2 separate regions of the Ovis aries genome follow, and region 2 is linked to region 1. A link is a contact called in public Hi-C data. All regions are on one chromosome and are shown on one strand. The core of a region is the stretch at or near the end of the contact, and the rest is flanking DNA. Distances in the headings are between cores, read along the strand shown.

Region 1 (7,442 bases), core at 1,719-4,218:
ACTTTAACTCCTTCATCCTGGAATCTCAGACCTCTGCTTAGAAGAATTCAGCAAGTCAATATCCAGGTGAAATTCAAATCCAGCTGATGATCTGTTCAGAACTGATTTTTCTCTTGCCCAAATTGCCATTCCACTTCACCTAAGCTGGTCGTGGGAGCTTTACAATAAAAGTCACAACATATTTCCTTTTGTGCTTGTTATAATGGTAGCACAGTGTTCAATAACCACTTATTGTTGAATAAATGAACAATAATAGCTACATTTGTTGAGTGTATGCTATATGTTAGGTAGTGTACTATGCCTTTTATATGCATTTCTTCATGTAATTATCACAGCAAGGTTAAAAGAATGTATTATGGTCCCCACACTCGGCTTCCCAGGTGGCACCGATCAGTTAAGAAACCCCCTGACAAAGCAGAGATGTTAAAAGATGCAGGTTCTACCCCTGCGTCGGGAAGATCCCCTGGAAAAGGGCATGGCAACCCACTCCAGTTTTCTTGCCTGGAGAATCCCATGGACAGAGGAACCTGGCGGGCTGCAGTCTATGGGTCGCACAGAGTCAGACGTGACTGAAGCGATTTAGCACACACACATGGTCCCCACACTCTGGGGAGCTAAGGCTCAAATGGACCAAGTAACTTTCTCAAAGTCAAGTATCCGGAAAGTAGAGCAAAGATTCCAACCTAGAAATGTGTGAACCCCAAGCCCTGTTTTCCTTCTACTTTCCAAGAGACAGAGCCTAAGTTAAAAATACATAGAACTAAAATCAACTATGGGGACCATTTACAACCTCATGTTTGAATGTGACTTTCAGCAATGCCTGAGGCCAACAAAGAACCTCTAGGCAGCTGTTTTCTGACCTGGGGAGGCAGGCCCACCCAAGACAGCAAAGAAGCAGAAGTCCAAACGTGAGGTCCATTAAATGCTGCAGAGAAAGTTTACTGCCACTAGAGGGCTCCCTCCTCCTTAGGCAAAAAGTGCAGCCTGGACCGTGCAAGTGCACCCCGCTGCCCTGCGCCAGATCCACTCCACCTCCCTCAAGTTCAACTCATTTTGCCCAAATCCCTGGGACAGCAGCAGAAGTTGGCCAGCCTAGGGAAATCCCTTGGTACTTCCCCAAGCTGGAGCAGTGGCGGAAGGAGGAGCCATTTGCCCCATGTTTTCACAAGCACATTCCATCCTCTTCTGGGTTGGAAATGCTTTGAGGTCGTCAGTTAAAGCTCCAATATTTTGTCCACCTGATGCGAAGAGCCTACTCATTGGAAAATACCCTGATGCTGGGAAAGATTAAGGGCAAGAGGAGAAGGGAGGTGACAGAAGATGAGAAGGTTGGATGGTATCACCTATTCAATGAACATGAGATTTTGGAAACTCCAGGAGATAGTGATAGCCCAGGAAGCCTGGTGTGCTGCAGTCCATAGAGTCTCAAATGGTTGGACATGACTTGGAGACTGGACAGCTAACAACTAACAATGCTCAATGGGGGCCGGGGTGGGTTGGGGGCGGGGGGATGGAAGTTGGTCTCCCTGCATAAGCTCAGGATGTGAGAGGGAGTGGAAAAGTAAACCTTCCTCCCAGGAAAAGTGGAGGCTCTGTGGTGGTAATCCAGAAGTGAGGTCCAACTGCCAGCCTAGTGGGCTGCAGGCTCTGAGCCTACAGCAAAGGAGCACAGAGCAAGTGACCCAATGAGACCTCACTTCCGTGGGCCCTCTGGAGGCCAGGCACCCTCAGATTTTGCTGAGACAGGGTCGGGGTGTGGTGGTCGGTGGGAAGGCCTTCTGGTGTAATGAAGCACAGTTTTGTTTGAAAATATCCTGCCAGGAGAAACATCTCTTGGGGCCATGGTTGTGCAGCTACAGTCAGGGAACTCCCCCATCTTCACCACTTCCCAGGGGCCCTCCTGGGGAGGTGCTTCTGCAGCAGCCCCTTGGGGTTCCCTCAGGTTGGAATGAGGACTCAGTGCTGCATTTTAACACTGTATCAACAGCAACGCATTAAGTTCAGGCAAATTACTGAACTGTATCTAAGCTATTATTACAACTACAGGAAAGAACAGATAACCGGTAAAGGGTTGAGAGGCTATTTGGAAGGAGGTAAAGGCCTGGTGATCCTCCCCTTTTTAGACTTGTTGATTTTGTTAGATTATGTGTGTATGCAAAAGTTGAAGAAAAAGGGTGAAGCGAAGGTAAATTGAGTTACAAAACATTTCCAAAGGCTTCACCATGCCCTGATAGGAGGTTTCAAGAAACTGGACGGGCAGCTTGGACCAGAGAGCCCTGGATGGAGAAGCGGTAGCCGAGAGCATGAACTCCGGGTTCGAGGCCCCAGAAGGAACAGATGCGAACTGAGGTGGCCCCGCGTGGCCGATCACGTTGTACATGGGAACATTTTCCTATAACTACATCCCGCCCTCTCCATCCTACAATTCCGCTGGGCACCCAGGGTAGGATTGGATCTTGGCGGTAATCAGGCGGCCTTAGCCCGGCCTGCAGAGAAGGACAGGGCCGGCAGCAGCCAGCAGCCGAGGAGAGGCGACGAGGACATTGTTCCAGCCTCTCGGGTGGGGTCTTGTGGGGGGAGGGGACGCGGTAGCCGTCCCAGGGGACCCGTGCATCAGCGCGTCCAAGCGCCTGGGCTTTGTGAAGTGTCTTGAGTCACCATGGAAATCCGAAGGAACGCGGAGAATGGCACCCGGGGGTCGGCTGGTTCTCGGGCCGCGCCCTTCCTCCCCTCTCGGACCCTGGCCCCTCGGCAGGGCCTGTCGGGAGTTGTAGTCCCCAGGCGGTGGCCGCGCGCGCCGCCGAGGATGCAGGGCGCCGCCGGTCCCCGCCTCCCCCTAACCTGCTAGCGCGAGGTGGGGAGTGCTGGGGAGGAGCTGTCGCTCCCATGATTGGCGGAGGCCTCCTCCAGCCCCCACCCAAGTCCCCTCCCCCGCTCGCCGCTTCGGACTTCGGAGCCCCCGCGCGCCAAGGCGGCTATCGAGCGAGCGCGCGTGCAGCCGCGCCGCCCAGAGCACCCGCAGCGCCGGCGCCGCGGCGAGACAGGAGGAGAACCCACCCACCGACAGAACCCCGCAGCCGCGGCATCCCGGAGGAGTGGGTGATGGCAGGGCGGGCGGTGGGCTTATTCTCCCCGGGCTGGGACGTCCATCTCACACAATCTGTTTCTCTGGGAGGGGCACAATAGAGCTGGGGTCGGAGTGCGCCTAGGGAACCGGCTGCTGGGAACGCGGCGGGAGGTGTGGTTTGGAATTCGGGGCAGCCTTTTCGGGCTAAACTGGGACCCGAATCGGTTCCTCTTTGTAAGCCCACAGAGCTCCCGGAGCGCCGAGCGGTACCTTATTCATAGTAGGCGTTTAATAGATGCTCGTGGGATTGCAAAGAACTGGGGTGAGGAGGCTGGCTTGGTGGAAGGGTTTCGCTCCTAGGACACAGTAGACGCCCAGCCTCGTCGAGGTGCAGTGAATGACTGGAGGGCTGGGCGGGGGCTTCTCTGGCCGTGGGCCCGTCCTGCCCAATACCTTAAATCGGCGCCGTCCTCTGCCCGCGCGGATCACCTCCCGCCTCCCCCCCGCCCCCCGCCCGCCCCACGCCCCCGGCATACACACACACCCTCTGTCCCTCTCGCCTCCGGCTTGGAGTTTGCCCAGTCTGGACCGGACCCAGCGGCCCGTCCACGTCCGGCTAACGGGTAGACTATTCGCCGGCCGCCTCTGGAGGCACCTGTCTGAACCACAAAGACCGCCTTTCGCTGCCCAGCCCAGAGCGGGCGCCAAGCGGAGTCCCTTCGCCCGAGCCCAGCGCGGGAGCGCTCCCGGGGGCATCGATCTTGGCGGGCGACGCCCCAGACCGGGGGAGGAGGCAGGAGTCAGAGTTGGAGAGGAGCTGAGATGGAGAGGCGGAGGCGAGGCCTCCGTTTGAGCAAAGATGCGAACATAGGGATGGGTGGGAGCACGGGGAACTGGAAACAGGTTTGAGGAAAGAGAAGGGTCTGAGCAGGGAGGGTCGGAGCTCGGAGCAGGTGGCGCGAGGCGAGGCTGGGGCTGATGAAGGATGTGGAGGGGAGGAGGGATGCGGGAGGGTGGAGACTGCCTGGGTTAGAGAAGAGTAGACGCTGGGGAGGAGGAGACCCACGCGATGAGAGGGAGGGGTCTCCCTGGGGAGGGAGGTCTCCAGGGAAGGGAGGGGCAGGCAGCTGGGGGGTGGGGGGAGGCGGGTCTCGGCCCGAAGACCCTCAGCCCAGGCGAGGGGCCCGGCGGTCCTGTGGCTGGCTGGGCGTGGCTCTTGGACCGGGCGACGGACTCGGGATGGCGGATCGGGGACCGAGCCGGCTGTCCCTGTGAGGAGCTTTGTCTCCCGGCTTGACACCAGCCCTTAGGGACTCGTTTAGGGTTTTGTGATAATCCGCAGCGCCACAGGCACACCCTTTTCTTCGCAGAGCTGAAAGGCTTGGTCCAGCGGCAGGTGATGCCAGGGAGGCGAAATGGGGGCCGCTTCCCTCCCGGGAGGCCCGGAGAACAATAGCCGGCACTGGTGTCCTCCGCACCAGGAGCTAGGGCACCCCTGGAACTCGAGTGTGCAGTTTTCTGGTGCAGAAAACCCTCCCGGAGAAATCAAAGGGCACGTGCTCTTCTCTTGGGGTTTGTGTTAGGGCAACAAACCCCACTGGTAATTCTCTGATGTGAGTCGCGCATCCCGCCCCCCAGACTGTGGGACCCGCAGACAGACGCCGCCCCTGGCTTTGGTACCTTCTGGCTGCGGCACCGCCCCCTGCCCCTTGCTGCTGACCAACCAACGAGACGGTCGGGGTGGGGAAAGACCTGTGGAGGTCGCCTCGGTACGGAGCGGGCTCCCTGAGTAGCCCGCTTTGTCTGAAGAGGCGGACGCCTGCGCTGTGCGTTCTTAGAGGGAGCAATCAGGGCTGGTGCGGTTTCTGACAAAATGGAAGAGACGCAGTCGTAGAGATTACCCGCTGTGGGTGCAGCTCCTGGTCTTAAAGCCGGCAGCTAGGGGACCAGTGCTTCCCTTTGCCGGTGACCACACCCAAGCCAGTGTATCCATCCTTTGCAGATTTCACTTGTAGTGTCTGCTGACCTAAGAGAGGGACAACTCTGTGATAGGAGGCGTCTCCTTGCCCATGGGAAAGCAGATGGACAGAAATGGAAACACAAAAAGGACTCAACAGAGCTTTGCTTGCATTCAGTCTTGCTTGCTTGGTGTCTTTCACACCAGGCTAGCAGCGTCTTAACATGTGAGATGACAGCCAGAAGCCAACATTCAGTTTTACAGATTTTCTTTGATGATTGTTTAGTTGATATTAAAGGTAGACTCTTTAGCATAGACTTATACTTTTAAATGGTCATTCATTTTAAAAAGACAAAACAAACAAAAAGCAAGACAGAAGCATTTTTATTCCAAGAGTGAAGGAAGAAGCTTGGCTCAATGACGAGCAGACCATCATAGGAAAAATCGCTGTGACATATTTGGCCTGAAGTTGACTGATGAGCCTTTGGGCTCTCATAACCTGGCTTTGAAACCTCAAGATTTTACTCGGATTGATGGACTGTGATGTGACTGTCAGCTATTCCCCAGCACATATGGTAGCTGACAGTGTGAATTCTTCCTACCTGGGCTATACACAGCAGTAGCAACAGTAGGCTATGTCCTGATACTTTTATTAAAGGAGGATGCTTTGTAGAGGTGCCTCTCAGTATTTACAAAGGACTAGCTGGAATGTTGTTCATTGGATGTGTTTAACTAAAATAATAGGCCTGTCTATCTCCAGGGTAAGTGAAAACCAGGAATCTCTATATTGGATCCCTGGTGGCTCAAACAGTAAAGAATCTGTCTGCAATGTGGGAGCTAAGTTGCTTCAGTCGTGTCCAACTCTGTGCGACCCCATAGACAGCAGCTGACCAGCCTCCACCGTCCCTGGGATTTTCCAGGCAAGAACACTGGAGTGGGTTGCCATTTCCTTCTCCGATGCATGAAAGTAAAAAGTGAAAGTGAAGTCGCTCAGTCGTGTCCGACTCTTCGCGACCCCATGGACTGCAGCCTACCAGGCTCCTCTGTCCATGGGATTTTCCAGGCAAGAGTACTGGAGTGGGGTGCCATTGCCTTCTCCAGCAATGTGGGAGACCAGGGTTCAATTCCTGGGTCGGGAACATCCCCTGGAGAAGAGAATGGCTACCCACTCCAGTATTCTTGCCAAGAGAATTCCACGGACAGAGGAGCCCAGAGTAAGTGAAAAGCAAGAATCTCTATATTAGAACACCCAAAATCTGGTACTAAAGGTCTTTTTCTTATGAAAAAAACTTCCAGTGAGACGTATTTTGTTGGTTTATTCTTCTTGAAAGAATTTTATGGACTTAAGGGTGTAATCCTATTATTTTAGAGCACTATGTGAACATCCAATCCAATTTTTTCCTCATGGGGAGTCAATTCATAGATCAGGAATATTAGTATTACCAGCCCATTTCTGCAGTATCCTCCTACCTGCCCTGTGAAAATGCCTGGGAGACAGATAGGAGAGGCAGGTGGCCATAGAAAAGGACGCTATGTCCCTAGATTCTAGAGTGCCCACATGGGCAGCATGTGAGATCTTAGTATCCTGACCAGGGGTCAAACCAGCACCTCCTCTAGCGGAAGCATGGAGTCTTAACCACTGGCAACAGAGAAGTCCACAGAGTGCCATTCGTAACTCCCATCTCCCTGACTTTGGGAGCCTCAGCTAGGTATACAAAAGATGTTTGTGGGACATGAACACTTGGCTGTTGTCAACATAGCCTCTTCAGATTTAAGTCAGGGTAATAGTATTCTAAATACATTGCATGTTTCCACCACTGGAAGCAGTTACCCAGCAAGGCAAGTGTGTAAAATTGGCCAAAGTCAGGTTTGAGGACTTGTTTAGGCTTCATCGGGCTTCCCTGGTGGCTCAGAGGTTAAAGCGTTTGCCTGCAAGGCGGGAGACCCGGGTTCAATCCCTGGGTGGGGAAGATCCCCTGGAGAAGGAAATGGCAACCCACTCCAGTATTCTTGCCTGGAAAATTCCATGGATGGAGGAGCCTGGTAGGTTACAGTCCATGGGGTCGCAAAGACTCGGACTCGACTGAGCGACTTCACTTCACTTCTTCTAGAGAAGAGCAATAATACAGGAAACCTTTGTCAATGTGAAAACCTGTAAGGAGAAGCAGGTATAAAATGAAATCAAATGAGAGTAAACAAGTAAGAAGGTAACTGATTTTCCTGTACTACTAGCAAACAAATAGGAAATAATTTCAAGGTCACTTTGTCTTACATTTTTATATGAAAATGAAAGGTGCAAATACTGTGGTATGACTCTTTAATGAACACTGATGTTTATGTATAAAAGCAGACACATTATATACTTAAAAGAGTATTTTATATGGTTTGTTCTATTTCAATCTTGGAAATTTCTTCCAT
Region 2 (6,973 bases), core at 3,594-6,093, 60 kb after region 1:
TAATTTCCTGCCCCAGAGGGTCACGTCGTGCCCACTTCCAGCCTTCAGCCTTCCCATCCTATGTGTCCTTCCCCTCGCCCTGTCTTTTGTTGAACTTGATGATGCTGTCACCATTGAGGAAAGTTATGCTGCTTTGTACTCATTATTTTGAAGTCATTTCTATTAGAAATGAACCTTTTTGTCTTATTTGGTTTGCTAACCGTACTTGCATTTCTCACATAAGCATTTTAAGGTACTTATATTCCTCACTTCTTCTGGAGCATCTGATACACCTAACATGGTGTGCACATTTGTGTTACCCAGAAATTACGCTTAGTGTTCATTAACTATAATAGTTATAATAGTAGTATAAATCACTCGTATTTACTGGGCTCCTACTATGTGTGGGTACCGTCCTCAGTGCTTTACACACATTATCTCATTTAATTCTCATAGTAACCCCACAAGTGGTGTATTATTACTCCATTTTACCAATGAGGAAAATGAAGCTCAAAGAGATTAAATAATTTGCCCAAGATTTTATAACCATAAGTGATGGAGCTAAGATATAAACCTAGATCTGTCTGCTTCTCGTCACTCTACCATGTTGCCTCTTAATATAGGAATAATGTGCTTTTAAACGGCAGGCAGATTAACTGTGGGAAAATGTTCTTTTCCCAAAGTATATTGCAGGTTGAATGTTGCCTGTCTCCTCTGCTGAAAATTCAAAGAATGAAGGATGAGTTTTAGATATGGTAATGCTGTGAGAGCACAGCAAGGTCAGGAAGTGGGACCGTGCCCTGGATGAGGCAATAGAGGCTGGGACCCAGAAGGTAGGAGTAAAAAGTAAAAGGAAGTTTAGAAGTGCAATTCGTTATAAATGTACAATTTAGAGAAAACCGGTCAGCTGCAGAATGAACTCAACAGGTCAATAAAAGGCCTGGGAGCTGTGTGCAGCTGGAGGAACAATCATGCATTCCTTGGTATCTGGGAGAAAAGGTGTTTCGGGGAGGGTTTGTGTTATCTTGTTTATTTTTCAGAGAAAATGAGCATTTGATAAAAAGTGTTGGGGAGACTCTAAACGAAGACAGAAGGGGACTTCCCTAGTGGTCCAGTGGTTAAGACTCTGCACTTCCACTGTAAAGCACATGGGTTTGATCTCTGGTTGGGGAATAGGGTGCAACCAAAAAAGATAAAAATAAATTAAAAAAAAAAAAAAAGAGGGTGGAGGCAGTGGTCAGCATTCCAGTGGCCTGGCACGGAGTTATGGCAGAAAGCGTCGTGGTCCTGAGCCCTCAACGTGAGCTGGATGAATTGACAGTAAAGCCAACGTAAACTTGTTAAAAGCATGATTTCCCTAGATCAGGTCAGTGCAGCTGATAAAAATGTGGGACTCCTCATTCAAAAATTATCAAGAATTTCAAGATGACAAGGATTAAACCAGGACAGAGCCCTTCTAAGTACAAGGCACTGTGGGACTGCACAAGCCGTATACCCATGGAGCTGGCTTTGGCTGGTGGCTGTATGTTTCACGATGAGAATGGTGTTTACTGAATGCTAGGCATGGTTCTAAGTACCATCATACATCATCTCATTTAACAAAATGCTCAGGTCCTTCTTTCGAGTGTCTCTCGAATCCCAAGGAGCGCTGCTGCTTAAGAGCTGGCTTTCCAGAGGGCCCATAAGCAGCCAACAGATATCTGAAGATGAAGGAAGTTATTCAACACAAGGGAGAAACCACTGAGCTGGTTATTTCTTTTCTCTGTACTTCAAGCAAATATGAGTAAAAGATAGAAGATAATTTCAATGTGAAAGGAAAAGGAAACGGTTCAGCAGTTCCAAGAGAAGCAGATCCATTTGAACAAGTGATGACTTTCTCAGTCATGTTAAGAGACGTTAAAATATTTGCATTGGACTTAGTTTACAAAGCACATACAAACATTTGTTATTTGAGGGACTTCCCTGGTGGTCCAGTGGTTGAGAATCTGCCTAGCAATGCAGAGGATACAGGTTTGATCCCTGGTCAGGAAGCTAAGATCCCACATGTCTTGGGACAAGTAAGACTATGCAGCCAAAAGGAAAAAATTGTTATTTGATTCTCAGTGCAGGATTGTTCCCCCTGTGAAATTTGAGTTGCCGTTAATCTGTACATCTAGATAGTAGCAGATCTAGCTCTTCTGATTCCAATAACCTCCCCCAAACACCCCCCCTTTTCTGAGCATCAGTATGAAAATATGATCCAGGAAGTCCTTCCCTCATTCTTAATGAAAAACCCCACAGATAAGCTCAGGCCCAAATGCCTTCTCAACATCATGGTACCAAGTTTGTGTCTTGACCTGTTGGTTCTTGGCCTTGGAGTTAGAGAATCAAACTTTTTCCTTTGAGGTGCAGAGTGGAGGGGTAGAGGAAAAAAAGAAAAACATTGTTGCTGGGAACTTAGCAATATATGATTACACCTGCAGCAAGTAGGAGATGCTACAGAGTGACCCTCCAGATTTGTCTTGACAACATCAGGAAAGGCCAAGGCATTATTCTTTCCAGCTCTGTGATATCAGCAAATAAATTACATACGAAATTTCTTTTCAACTTGCTGAGCAGGTCCACGGTCAGTACAAAGACCCCCAAGTGCCCACAGTGGTCTGTAACTTCTGAAGCATAAAGGTGACATTTATAACAACAGGTTTAGGTTGAGTTCAGTATGAGTTCCTGCCAAGTGTATGCCTGGAAACTGTGTCGTAAAATGGATCACTATTACATAGACTGGTTTTCCTTAGGGGGCAAGTGGAAGTGACATGACTGGGCATCAAATCAATCCAGATTTACCCAGCAGTATGTCATCAATATCAAAAATAAAATAATGGCAACCCTTTGAAGTAATAAAATTCTGTTTCATATCCTGCCAAATGGATGTAATGATGCTGTGTCTGCTGGTTAAACAAAGGGTCCTAAAGTCCATGTTAACTCAGTAGTGAGAGATGTCAGGTCTACATTCTCAATAGAAAGGAATGCCACATGCACAGTGGGGAATGCTTGGCTGGAAAGTAGTTTATGTCAAAAAATAAATAAATAAATAAGGGCTTGGGTTGATAAGTGGGCCATTCTGGTCAGCCACCAGGTTCCAGGAGGCCCTGCTGAGTTAGCTGTTCCATGGTCAAGTCTGGCATGATTGGAGATGCTCATGTGTTGGGAAGGAGCCGTTCTCCTTCCTGGCAGCATATACCCTGAATGCGGGGACTGCCCTGGAGTGGGTGAGGATGCGCCAGGACTGTGCATAGCAGTGTCCCTGAACTCAGAAATGAATACATGCCTGGAGGAGTGTTCTATACAGTGAATTAATTAAAGTAAATGAAATATCTGTACTTCAATGAATCTTAAAGATGTCAAATTAAAAAAGCAAGTTGCAAAAGAACATGGAAGTTAGAAAACCATTTGTGTACCTTTTTTTAATTTGCAAAGCAAATACAGTGAAAGTGTAAAACATGGATGGGAGAAGTTTATATCAACCTCAGGGTTGAGGGATGGAAATGTTAAGATGAAGAGCTCTTATTATATTGAAAATATTTTCTTTCATTTTTTAATTAAAAAATATGTAAGGTACAGACAGTAAAAATTGGCATCTATTAACTCTGAGTAATGGGTTCATGGGTATGTATTGTATTATGTTCTGTACTTTACTGTATGGTTGAAATGTTTCATGACTTTAAAAGAAAGTATTTTAAGCATATAAACATGGCTGACTAAAATATAAAAAGCTTTAGTTTCCCTCAAATTTATTTTTATGTATATTATGAAAATAATACAGTTTGAGAGAGAAATTTCGGAAAATTAGAAAAAAATAAATTACTCAGAATCTCATCATCCAAAAACAATCATTGTTAATGTGTTGGTATATTTCCTTCCATTTTGTTTCTTTGTGTGGGTGGATGTGTATTTAAACACACTTCTATAGCATCTTGGGTACACATATTGAATGCTGCCTTTTTCACTCATTATAGCATCACCCCTGTTCCCTGTTGAGACTTAGCCTCCATGAACATCATTTCTACCGATTTCTAAAGATCTTTCACAGCTTCCTGTTCTCGCACAAACACAGTTCTGAACATTCAGGAGTCACACAGTCACATTGCCTTTTGATTATCGTAAACATCATCCTTCTGAAAGCCTCCGGAACAGGATTGGGTCATGCTCTGCTGTTGATTTCTATAAGGCTGTTTTGTGTGGGATGACAGTAAAAAGGTCCGTCACATCTGTGATGCCACATTCCCGTGAAGACTGAGCTTGTCGGCATTCATTCCGTGGGTGGGAGCTGTGCATATTTTAGAGGCCAGCTCTGTGTGTATCTTGCCTGGGAGGAAACCAGCGCTTATGCATCCAGCATCTGCTCTGGGCTCCAAACCTGCAGCTGAAGGAATGTTTACTCCTGTTAAACTTGCTTTGAGGCCTGAGGTAACAGCAGTAATGACTATTCCAGCTATTTATATGCCCTTTGCAGCTGATAGTTGCTCTCACATCCATTGCCACCTGACCTTCTCTGAGCCTCCAGAGGCAAGGTGCAGAGCAGAGTAGACACACAGGATTACAACCAGTAAATGTGATAGTCAGGACCACTGTTGGATGCTTCTGACTCCTTCCAGAACACTTTTCAGTTACCATCCTTGGACCCAGGCAAGAGGAGTCTCTGCCATGAGCTCTGGACTCCAGGTGACCTCCAGGCCCAGAGCCCACTGTCCCAAAATCCTGGACTATACTCTGGGGCCCTGGAATCCACTGACAAAGGGTCTCAGCACTGCCAGGGCCTATATTAGCCTGTATCTGTCTGCTTGGGGGCCAGACCCCCACTGTGTGCATACCAAGCCCCAGGGCAGCATCTTGCAGGGGTGAGCAGAGCTTAGATCTGCAGCTGCAGAACAGATCCAGGGTTGCGGGGTGTGGGCTGGAGGCAGACGCAGAGGCCAAAATCTCCTGCAGTCTCAGAACTGCAAGGACTCACAATTGCGAACTCAGGCCTAGCCTTCTCAGTCATTATGAAGTTGTATCTGTTACAGTAGGTGCCTAGCATATATTCTATGTAACAGTTTGTTAGCTTGATCTGAGCCAACCTAGAGATTCAGCAGGTAGATCTTTTCTACTCTCAGAAACCCACAGATATTAAGAACTGTCTTGGCTCTCTTATTCCACTGTGCTGTTTCCAGGTTCCCTTCTTTTTGACGCAAGGCCACAGATGGACGAGGGAGTGCAAAGGAAAACAATCTAGAACCCCAGAAGAAGTAAAACAGTTTAGTGTGTAAAATCCCAATATACCAGACACCCCCGTGTCCACACATAAAAGCAAGAAATGCATTTCAGGACAAAATAGACTACAACCACCTGCTGTGAGGGTGAATCAGCCTGGCACCATCCAGCCAAATCCGAAATAGAAGCCAGCTAGTAAAGCTACAATCTGGTACTCTTCCCCTTCCTACATCTCTCTGCCTCCCACATCACGGGTCCTACGTGTGAACCGAAGAACTAGCACCCTCTGTTGGTTACTTCAAGTTATGAAAAAAGTCAGGCCCCTGCATCTCCCGGGACAACAGGGCAACAAGTCTCACCCACCCAGCCAGGGTCAGCATGGAAAATCAGTGTTGCAAGAGCTTTCATTTTATTTGTTTGTTGGCCACTGAACTAATTTTTTTCACTTCCTTATTCCCCAATATTTCTTATTTGTGATGAAGGATTTAACTGAATAGAGAAGCATGAAATCATCAAGACAGTTTCATTGTGCTGATTTCCTCCCATACAGAAAACAGAGATAAACAACTAAATTCTGAATAATTACACACACATATTAGGGCAAAACTTTACAAAGTGATACTTTTGACTTTCACAGCCATCCAACAAGGTAAAGACTCTGCATCAAAATATTTTAAAAATGATAGGGATAATGTTAATCACTCAGTCATGTCCAACTCTTTGCAGCCCCATGGACTGTAGCCTGCCAGGCTCCTCTGTCCGTGGGATTCTCAAGGTAAGAATACTGGAGTGGATTACCATTCCCTTCTCCAGGGGATCTTCCCGACCCAGGGATCAAACCCTGGGTAGTTTTTCACTGATAAATCAGACAAGGACCTAAAATGCTATTTCAAACAAGTCAAATGGAAATAATGTTCTTGGAAAAACTGAAAACAAAGATAACGATTTGAAAATGTCTATAAAAACTTTGACCAGAATTACTAAACGAAATGTGAGAGAATAAAACAAAACAATATATTCAAATTAATATTTTATTCATTATGGTTTACATATATATCTGTAACTAAAATAATGTTATAACTTCATTATGGTTTACATGTATATCTGTAACTAGATAATATTACAAATAATATTATAAAATTACCTAATCTATATATTCAGGGCTTCGTTTGTGGCTCAGCTGGTAAAGAATCCACCCACAATGCAGGAGACCTGGGTTCGATCCCTGGGTTGGGAAGATCCCCTGGAGAAGGGAAAGGCTACCCACTCCAGTATTCTGGCCTGGAGAATTCCATGGACAGTATAGTCCATGGGGTCGCAAAGAGCTGGACACAACTGAGCAACTTTTACTTCACTTAACTCATATATCCAAGTTGGTCAGAAATCATTTGGGGTGAATCATCACATTGGGAAGTAGAGGCTGAGGAAACACACTAAGTGGTTTTTCCAAAGCACCGAGCCACAGCCCAAGATGAGGAAGAAGCAGGCTTGCGTGTTGGGTCCACAGTCATGATGAAGGTTACACACTGGCTCCTGTGTGTAACCCAGGAGCTCCAGCTCCTCGCAGTTTCCCGAACACTGCTGCACTTGGACCTCCCTGCCTCCTATGTGGGAGTCAGTGGTTGTCCTGAATATCCACCGGAGGACCCAGTGTCTCCCCATGCAGCGACTCACATGTGGGTAGAAATGTAACCAGATGGCTTCTCCCATCTCCCTCAGGCAGCACTCGTTGGAGGCACCACAATGATCATCGGCCATGTCC

The links. Hi-C and Micro-C count contacts between places; a contact is called where the count stands out from the background.
Region 2: a contact with region 1 is called in a Hi-C map of hypothalamus, with 5 times the contacts expected there. The contact joins the enhancer-like site here to the promoter of DPYSL5 in region 1. A contact is called at or near these places in 8 of 16 Hi-C or Micro-C datasets (hypothalamus, liver, muscle and 3 more).

Annotation. Positions count from the first base shown.
Region 1 is chr3:33,945,939-33,953,380 of ARS-UI_Ramb_v3.0, forward strand. DPYSL5 (dihydropyrimidinase like 5) reads left to right here and starts at 2,969. Exons shown (of 13, transcript XM_004005741.5): 1 at 2,969-3,095.
Region 2 is chr3:34,004,343-34,011,315 of ARS-UI_Ramb_v3.0, forward strand. It overlaps DPYSL5 (dihydropyrimidinase like 5), which reads left to right. Exons shown (of 13, transcript XM_004005741.5): 3 at 6,931-6,973. Among named protein-coding and RNA genes, the nearest start is that of MAPRE3, 50 kb to the right of the region's middle. Within about 2 kb of position 4,844, at least 10 of the 54 cell types and tissues checked have an H3K27ac peak or open chromatin away from gene starts, as enhancers often do. A contact at or near this core is called in hypothalamus, where this site is marked.